2 separate regions of the Hordeum vulgare genome follow, and region 1 is linked to region 2. A link is a contact called in public Hi-C data. All regions are on one chromosome and are shown on one strand. Each heading gives the region's core, a stretch centred on a gene start, on an enhancer-like site or on the middle of the called end of the contact. The rest is flanking DNA. Distances are from core to core; before and after follow the strand shown. Region 1 has its middle 37 kb from the start of LOC123412943. Region 2 has its middle 87 kb from the start of LOC123410117.

Region 1 (3,778 bases), core at 966-3,465, 540 kb after region 2:
AATATGTTCCATGCTAAATACATTATAGGCGGTTCCCAAACAAAATAGTAAAGTTCTTACTCCCCCTCCACCAATCAGACACATTCTACGACAGGCCGCATCTACAGGTACCGTCCATACAAACAACAATCCTGAGGAAGTTTTGTTTCATTAAGTTTGATTTGACTTTTGAGCACAGAACTGGGCATCCCGATTATCAGCCACTTTCTCGTGAATGATAGTGAATCAACACATATCTTGAGAATAACCCACATAGCATGGAAGATACTGATAGCCCCTAGTCACTACATGAGCGATTCGGGCATACAAAGCAGAATATTTATTTGAAGGTTTAGAGAATGGCACATGCAAATTTACTTAGAACGGCAGGTGAATACCGCAAATAGGTAGGTATGGTGGAATCATATGGACCAACTTTGGGTTTATGGGGATGGATGCACAAGCAGTATTTTCGCTTAATACAAGTGAAGGCTAGCAAAAGACTGGGAAGCGGCCAACTAGAGAGCGACAACAGTCATAAACATGCTTTGAGATTAACCAACATTGGATGCAAGCATGAGTAGGATATAAATCACTATGAACATAAACATCGTAGAGGCTATGTTGAACATAAACATCGTAGAGGCTATTTAGAGGTGCGAGAGCTCATAGCTTAAATTGGGAGATAAAATTGTTTTGAGGGGCATTCTTTTACCGTCAACAAAAACGACCGAGAATTCCCAATATCTTCCATGCGAGATAAATCATAGGCGGTTCCCAAATGTAAAATAAAATTTATTTTCTTTTCCACCATTCTCACACAATTCATGGTTATCTGTATCCATGGGTGCCCTCCATATCATTACTTTTCAAGGGATTTATTATTAAAAAAAATAAAAAACTTTTTTTATTTCGGGACTAGGCATCACTATTATCTACTGCACTCTGGTACAATGAAAAATGAATAAACACTTATATTGAGAATAACCTACCTAGCATTCTTGTGCATTGGATAAAGAAGTAGAATACTAGTACTACAGACAGGATGTAGATGTTCTTAGGCCCTTTCTAGTGCTCCATGGTGGATGGGTGCTAAGCATGCCACATAAGCAAGAAAGTGACATGGCACATCATTTAAGAACGAGAGAGAGCACTTTGTTGACCCCAGAAAGAACCAATGTCAAGCACGTGAACCTAGGCAAAACACTTCAATGAAAAAAGATGACCAATGCATGAAAGAGTTTAGATGCTATATCATTAAATAAAGTGGGCTTAGCAACAACAAGTTAAGCACTCTATGCATTCGGGAGTTGGGTTGTTAAGATATTTAATGCACTTAGCGCTTCATCTAAGCACCCTTGCATTGAAAGAGGCATATACTAGCACTAGACACCAAAGATCTCATATATCTTGTTTCAAAAAAAAGATGTCATAGATGATTGTGACTATGTGAAACACACACATATATCTTATGTGGAGTGGTGCCTGATAAAAACACAAGAAGCACGAGTTTTTGTCCAAAAAGATTACATGCACAATCAAATTGTTAGAAAGAAAAAAAAAACCTCTAGATGAAATTGATAAAAAAGACCCCCCCCCCCCCCGGTCGTGGCAACAGGCATGTCAGCCGACACGTGGCACCTGCCGTCACGCCATCACTGTTCTTTCTGACGTGGCGACATCGCCCAAATGAACAGTATTTTGAAAAAAAAATCAAAAAATAGCAAAGAACACAGAAAATCCTGAAATTTTACACCCAGCTAGAACACTCGATCATCTTTGCTGCAAACAAATGTCTGTATTTTTTTGATTTTTTCTGCTATTTTTTGAAAAAAAATTATTCATCTCTACTAAACCGTTCCTCGCGTGAAGAGCGATCTTTGTTCGCTCGGGGCATCAGAAAGCGATCGATTGATTCGGCTTTGCTGAAGGGTTCGGTCCTTGTGGGCTTGTGGCCTTGTTTTGGGAAGGTGGATACTTCATCTGGTTGCTGTTGCGCTGTGCGCCACTGAAACCCTGGATTTATGTGTTGGGTCTCGCTCAGCTTGGCCAACATATAGGCTGGATCGATCGGGGCTCCTTTCCCCGTCTGCTTTTTTGTTTTTGACTCAGATGCCACTTGCTGCGAGTTTGTCTTGTCACCACTTTTCCTCGAGGGATCACACGCTTCCTTCGAAATTCGCCACAGAACGGCAGATCCTGGTAATCAAGGTTAATCAAGGTAGCCTCCTCTACCCCACCGGTCAGCCTAGAAAAAGACCATGAAAGCACGGAACATGCACCCATGACAACGCTTGAAAAGCTGGCTTTCTCCTTGCTCCAACTTTTCATCGGTCGCTTTCAAAAAAAAAAAAAACTTTTCATCGGTCGATATCTTTTCTGACGCCTGTTTGAACACAAGCTTAAATGCCGAGTTTATGATCAAGGACATGATTGAGAGAGAGTGTGTGTGTGTGTGTGTGCGGGGGAAGGGGGGTCCGTGCTCTGGCTGGAAAGACATATCAACAGACAGGTCGCGGCAGGAGGCCGGGCCTACCATGCCATGGCATCTTTATTTGCTACTGCGATCAGTTCACCAAAAATATACCAATGATGTGTAAAAATAGGAGTTCTCTGCACAGAACAGATCAACGTACGTCCTCCTCCTGCACCTTCTCATGGTTCCCGCGGATCAAGAAAGCCAGAGGAAGGAGACACGCAAGGAGCAATCAATCTCTGCTCCACGCTGCTCCCTTCTTCAACCGGCAACCCATGCACGATCCGGCACGGCAGCGTACGTCCACGCTCGTCTGATGAGACCGCCACCACGACGAAACGGCGACCATGCACGTCCCCCCACCTCGGGCACGTCCATTGCTTCTTCTACGTACCCCCTGCCGCCCTGCGCCTACATCTACATGCGTCCCCGGCATGCGCTCCCAGTTTCCTTCCCGATCATTTCGATCATGTCCTGCCGCGTGCCTCGCGTGCAGTTTGCTCGGAACGTGTGTATGCATGCATGGCTGCGGGGTTTTTCGTTGGAGGCTGAGGCCCCGTGCGTCGGTGCGTGTGTGCGTGCTAAGCGGTGTACGTTTGATTCAGCAGAGGCATAATGCTTTCGCCGCATGCATGCGTGGCCGGCCCGCCGCTCGCCGGCGGTGTCATCGACGCGTGGTACTTCGTAGGTTGGCAAGACGGTCCGTGCGTGTGATGGGCTCGCAGCTAGCTGATGCATGTATAAGTACTGGAGTAGTTTTTTTTATCGGGGCCTAAAGTCTTATATCCATCCGTCTTAAAATAAATGTTTTAAGTTTAGTATAATTTTATATTAAAGCTTGTATAAAGTTGAAACCGTTATTTTAGGACAGATAAAATACTAGTTAGTAGTAGAATGGGAAATAAAATGGACCTGCACTACCTAAACATATGTCACAAACTGCACACCACCTCATATATAGCAGCTTTTATTTGCTACTGGGTACTCTACAATACTCCATCCGTTCCTAAATATAAGACCTTTTAGAGATTTCACTATGAACTGCATACGGATGTATATATAGACATATTTTAGAATATAGATTCACTCATTTTACTTCGTATGTAGTCCATAGTGAATTTTTTAAAAGATCTTATATTTAAGAACAGAGAAAGTACATACGTAGCAAAGAGTGGGTGCTTTAGAGTGAGCAAATGTTCTCTTCTTTGCGATATTTTCGTTATGAAACAGCCAACCAGGGTAGGTATGGTTGCCCACCCACTTAGCAATAAAAATGATAAAATCATATTGCTATGCCCCGCTTTGTCGTGTGAATGATACTGG
Region 2 (3,630 bases), core at 576-3,075:
TTTTGGGCCAAAGGGAATACTTGAGTTCGACCTTAGAATCGAAAACGGAGAGAAAGAAGAAGACGACGCGCAGCTGATCGACGGAATGTCTGAATTTCGATAAATGCTTATGCTATGGGAACCAACCCCAGATCCCATCGAAGGCGATTGCGGCGCGGTCGAGGTGTCTTCCGCACTTGTTAGTAATGCGGCCATTGTAGAGGTTATCGTCGTATCAGAGGTGCGGAGTGGTTTTGATTTATCGCTCTGTTCCACCATTTTTGCTGTGGAGCCTCATGAGTTTCAGCTTTTTCACGACTCTCTTGGGGAATGGTGTGGTAGAAGGAGGTTTGTGATTGCTATCACGTTGGATACTATGATGCATCTGAAGTTTGTGGTTGGTCCCAAAGGCCCTGATGGTAAAATTAAATGCAAATATTCCTTCAGAGCTAATAAAAAATGGAAATGCCAGGCGGCCGCCCCGGGACCAAGCCCCCCCCCCCCCCCAGCCAGTACGTGCGAGGGAGTTTTCTATACGCCGCTCAATGCGGTAAGTAGTCACCGCTTTGTACAGGAGGTGCGAGCGAACGATGGGATTTGTGCCGTCCCATTAACACTTTCACCGATCCCGGTTTTGAAAACCTTCTAGAGGTTTTTAGTCGGTTTTTTTTTGGTTTTGGAAACTTTCTAGAATTTCTGTTTCTGTTTTCACCGATCCCGGTTTTGGAACCCTTTTGTTTTTGTTTTCTTTTTTCTTTATGTTTTTTTTCTGTTTCTGTTTGGAATATGTTCTGGATTATTAAAAAATATTCCAGAATTTGAAAAAATATTCCAGAATTTGCCGGAGTTTTAAAAAATATTTCAGAATTTCAAAAAATGTTGTGGAATTTAGAAAATGTTTTGGATTTTTGAAAAAACGTTCCAGAATTTTAAAAAAAGTTCGGCAATTTGAAAAAATGTTCCGGAATGTTTCAAAAATGATCCGAAATGTTCTGGAATGTTTAAAAAATGATTCAGAATATATAAAAATGTCCCGAATGTTTAAAAAATGTTCCAGAATTTGAAAAAACGTTCGGGATTTCAATAAAATGTTCAGGAACTTTAAAAAATGACCCGCAATTTTCAAAAATGTTTCAAAATTTGCAAAAATGTTCCACAATTTGAATTGTTTCTCTGGAATTTTAAAAAATATTCCAAAATTTAGAAAAATGTTCTGGAAATTTACAATTTCCTGATATTTTTCAACAATAATTCTGTATTTCTCAAAAAATGTTCTGGATCTTCAAAAAATGTTCTTCAAATTAGGAAAATGTTTTTGGTTTTTTAATAAATTATCTGGATGTTCAAACAAATTTTCAAAAGAAATATAATTTAAAAATGTTTCAACAATATAAAAAAATTGTGCTTCCAAATTTGTTCGCATTTTTTAAATTGTTCACAGTTTAAAAAATGTCCATGTTTTCAAAAAAATGATTAGGAAATTCAACTTTAGTTCGTTTTTATAATTCAATGACAAAAAGAAAAAAGGAAAGAAAAACGAACCAAAAATGAAAAAATGAAAGGAAATAAGAAGAAAGGAAGAAAAATAAAAAGAAAACAAAGGAACTGGGACGACCCCGTCGGGCGACCGCCCTATGCGACCGAGGGACTCCCTGCCGCAGAATGCGGCATGTAGGAGCTACCACGTGCGAGCAGACAAGTTCCTCCCCTGATCTGTCTGAGGCGTGTCTGCTCTGTATGAAAAGTTGCGTTTGATTAAGAAACACGGGAGCTCCTATTTGACGCATTTTGCGTGAAATAGGCACCTGACGCACATAGTGAATCCAGACTGGGTCGACCCATGGTGTAGCTATCACGTTCGTGCTGTACCGTTCGTATTAGGCCAGCCCATATTTGGCTTCCCACAACTGGGCCGGCACGGATTGTTTTTTTCAAAAAAATGAAATTATTGTGTATATGTTTTCTTCAAATTCCGAAACCTTTGTTTAGATTTTGTAATATTTTTCTAATGTTCTAAATATTTTCATCAATATTCCAGAACATTTTCCCAAATTTCGGAACATTTTTTTAAAAATCTAGAAAGTTTTTCCAAAATTCTGGATCATTTTTATAATTTCCGGAACATTCTTTAAATCCGGAACATATTTTTAAATTCCAGTATATTTTTCCATATTCCTGAACATTTTTAAATTCCAGATTATTTTATGAAATTCCGGAACATTATTGAAATTCCGGAATATTTTTTTTCAAATTCCGGAACATTTTTCAAATTCCAGAATAATTTTCCAAATTCCTGAGCATTTTTTTAACTTTCGGAACATTTTATACAATTCAGTAACATTTTTCAAATTCCGAAACATTTTTTAAAATGCCGGAACATTTTTTAAGTTCTGGAACATTTTTCAAATTCCAGAACATTTTTTAAAATTCAGAATGTCTTTCAAATTCTGGAACATTTTATGAAATTACGAAACATTTTTTAAAATTCAGAACATTTTTGAAACAAAAACAGAAAAAAAAAAGAATTGAATAAGTGAGTGAAGAAAATTAAAAAAAAAGTTTGCGCGAATTGGTTTTAAGTTTTACCGTCGCTGTTAGTTTTGTTTAGATTTTGCGTTGTTATTCATTCAAGTACATGATTCAATCGGTGTCGCTAGCGTAGCTTGTACCTCATCAGGATGTTGTCGATTCGATACCTAGCACAAACACGTTTTGCGGTGTTTTATCTCGCGAATCAAAACCATCCAAAAGGGCCGGCCTAGTGAGAGCTTCCCGTGTGCGAAGCGGCGATTACTTGTCGCAATGCGCGGCGTATAGGGAATTCCAAGAAACACCCCGAACGTTTTCTCCTCTAGCAAATTGGGCCTTGTGCCTTGGGCCTTTTCTTTCTTCTTTGCATAAAACGTGGATAGTTTAGTGATGGGCCACACTAAGCCAGTGGACATGAAGCACACCGATTCATTTTAGAAATGTTCTCTAAAAATTGTAATAAGTTCTCAAAAAGTTAATTAGGAAAAATAATAATAAAAGTAATCCCTCAAAAGATATATTAAAAGGAAGATGGAATTAAGGAACCACTCAAAAAAGATGGATGGAATTAAGGATCAATTGGTGGGTATTTTTTTGCATGCTTGTTGCTTGCCAACGCAGAAAAATTATGTCGTTCAATGAGCTTAACCTAGCAAACTAATATCACAAAAAAACCTTTCAGCTTTGTTTAGCGATATATATATTTGGAGATCCTTTTGCCTTAATATGTTTGTATTGATGGCTTTAGTTGATTTGTCATAAAACTTTCTCTCTTTGTAGGACCTATTTTAGCATACCAAAAATAGTTTGCCGTTGGTCACCTGGTGAGGGCACAATTTGGCTTGATCCCTCGTGTGACACCCTCCCCCTGGTTGGGTGCGATGAACACTTGATCTCTCATTTACTGTAGCCAATGACACCCCATCACCGACTCCACGTGGACACGCTGGTAGGAAACCACAGAACTTCCATGGCCGATGCGATGACATGGTTTCTGAGAAACCACGTGTTTAATCACATTCGCTTGATATCATTGTCAACTACTACCCCCATAACAGTTTAGAAGGCGTGCTTGGAAATTCTGTGGAACCTAGGTGCTTATTGATTGGTTGTGAGATAGGC

What was found. A called contact is a pair of places that touch in the nucleus more often than the background predicts.
Region 1: a contact with region 2 is called in a Hi-C map of leaf, with 7 times the contacts expected there. The contact joins two enhancer-like sites. A contact is called at or near these places in 3 of 6 Hi-C or Micro-C datasets (leaf and seedling).

What each region holds. Positions count from the first base shown.
Region 1 is chr7H:537,582,881-537,586,658 of MorexV3_pseudomolecules_assembly, forward strand. No RefSeq gene overlaps it. Among protein-coding and RNA genes, the nearest start is that of LOC123412943, 37 kb to the right of the region's middle. Within about 2 kb of position 2,216, at least 2 of the 3 cell types and tissues checked have open chromatin away from gene starts, as enhancers often do. A contact at or near this core is called in leaf, where this site is marked.
Region 2 is chr7H:537,043,251-537,046,880 of MorexV3_pseudomolecules_assembly, forward strand. No RefSeq gene overlaps it. Among protein-coding and RNA genes, the nearest start is that of LOC123410117, 87 kb to the left of the region's middle. Within about 2 kb of position 1,826, at least 2 of the 3 cell types and tissues checked have open chromatin away from gene starts, as enhancers often do. A contact at or near this core is called in leaf, where this site is marked.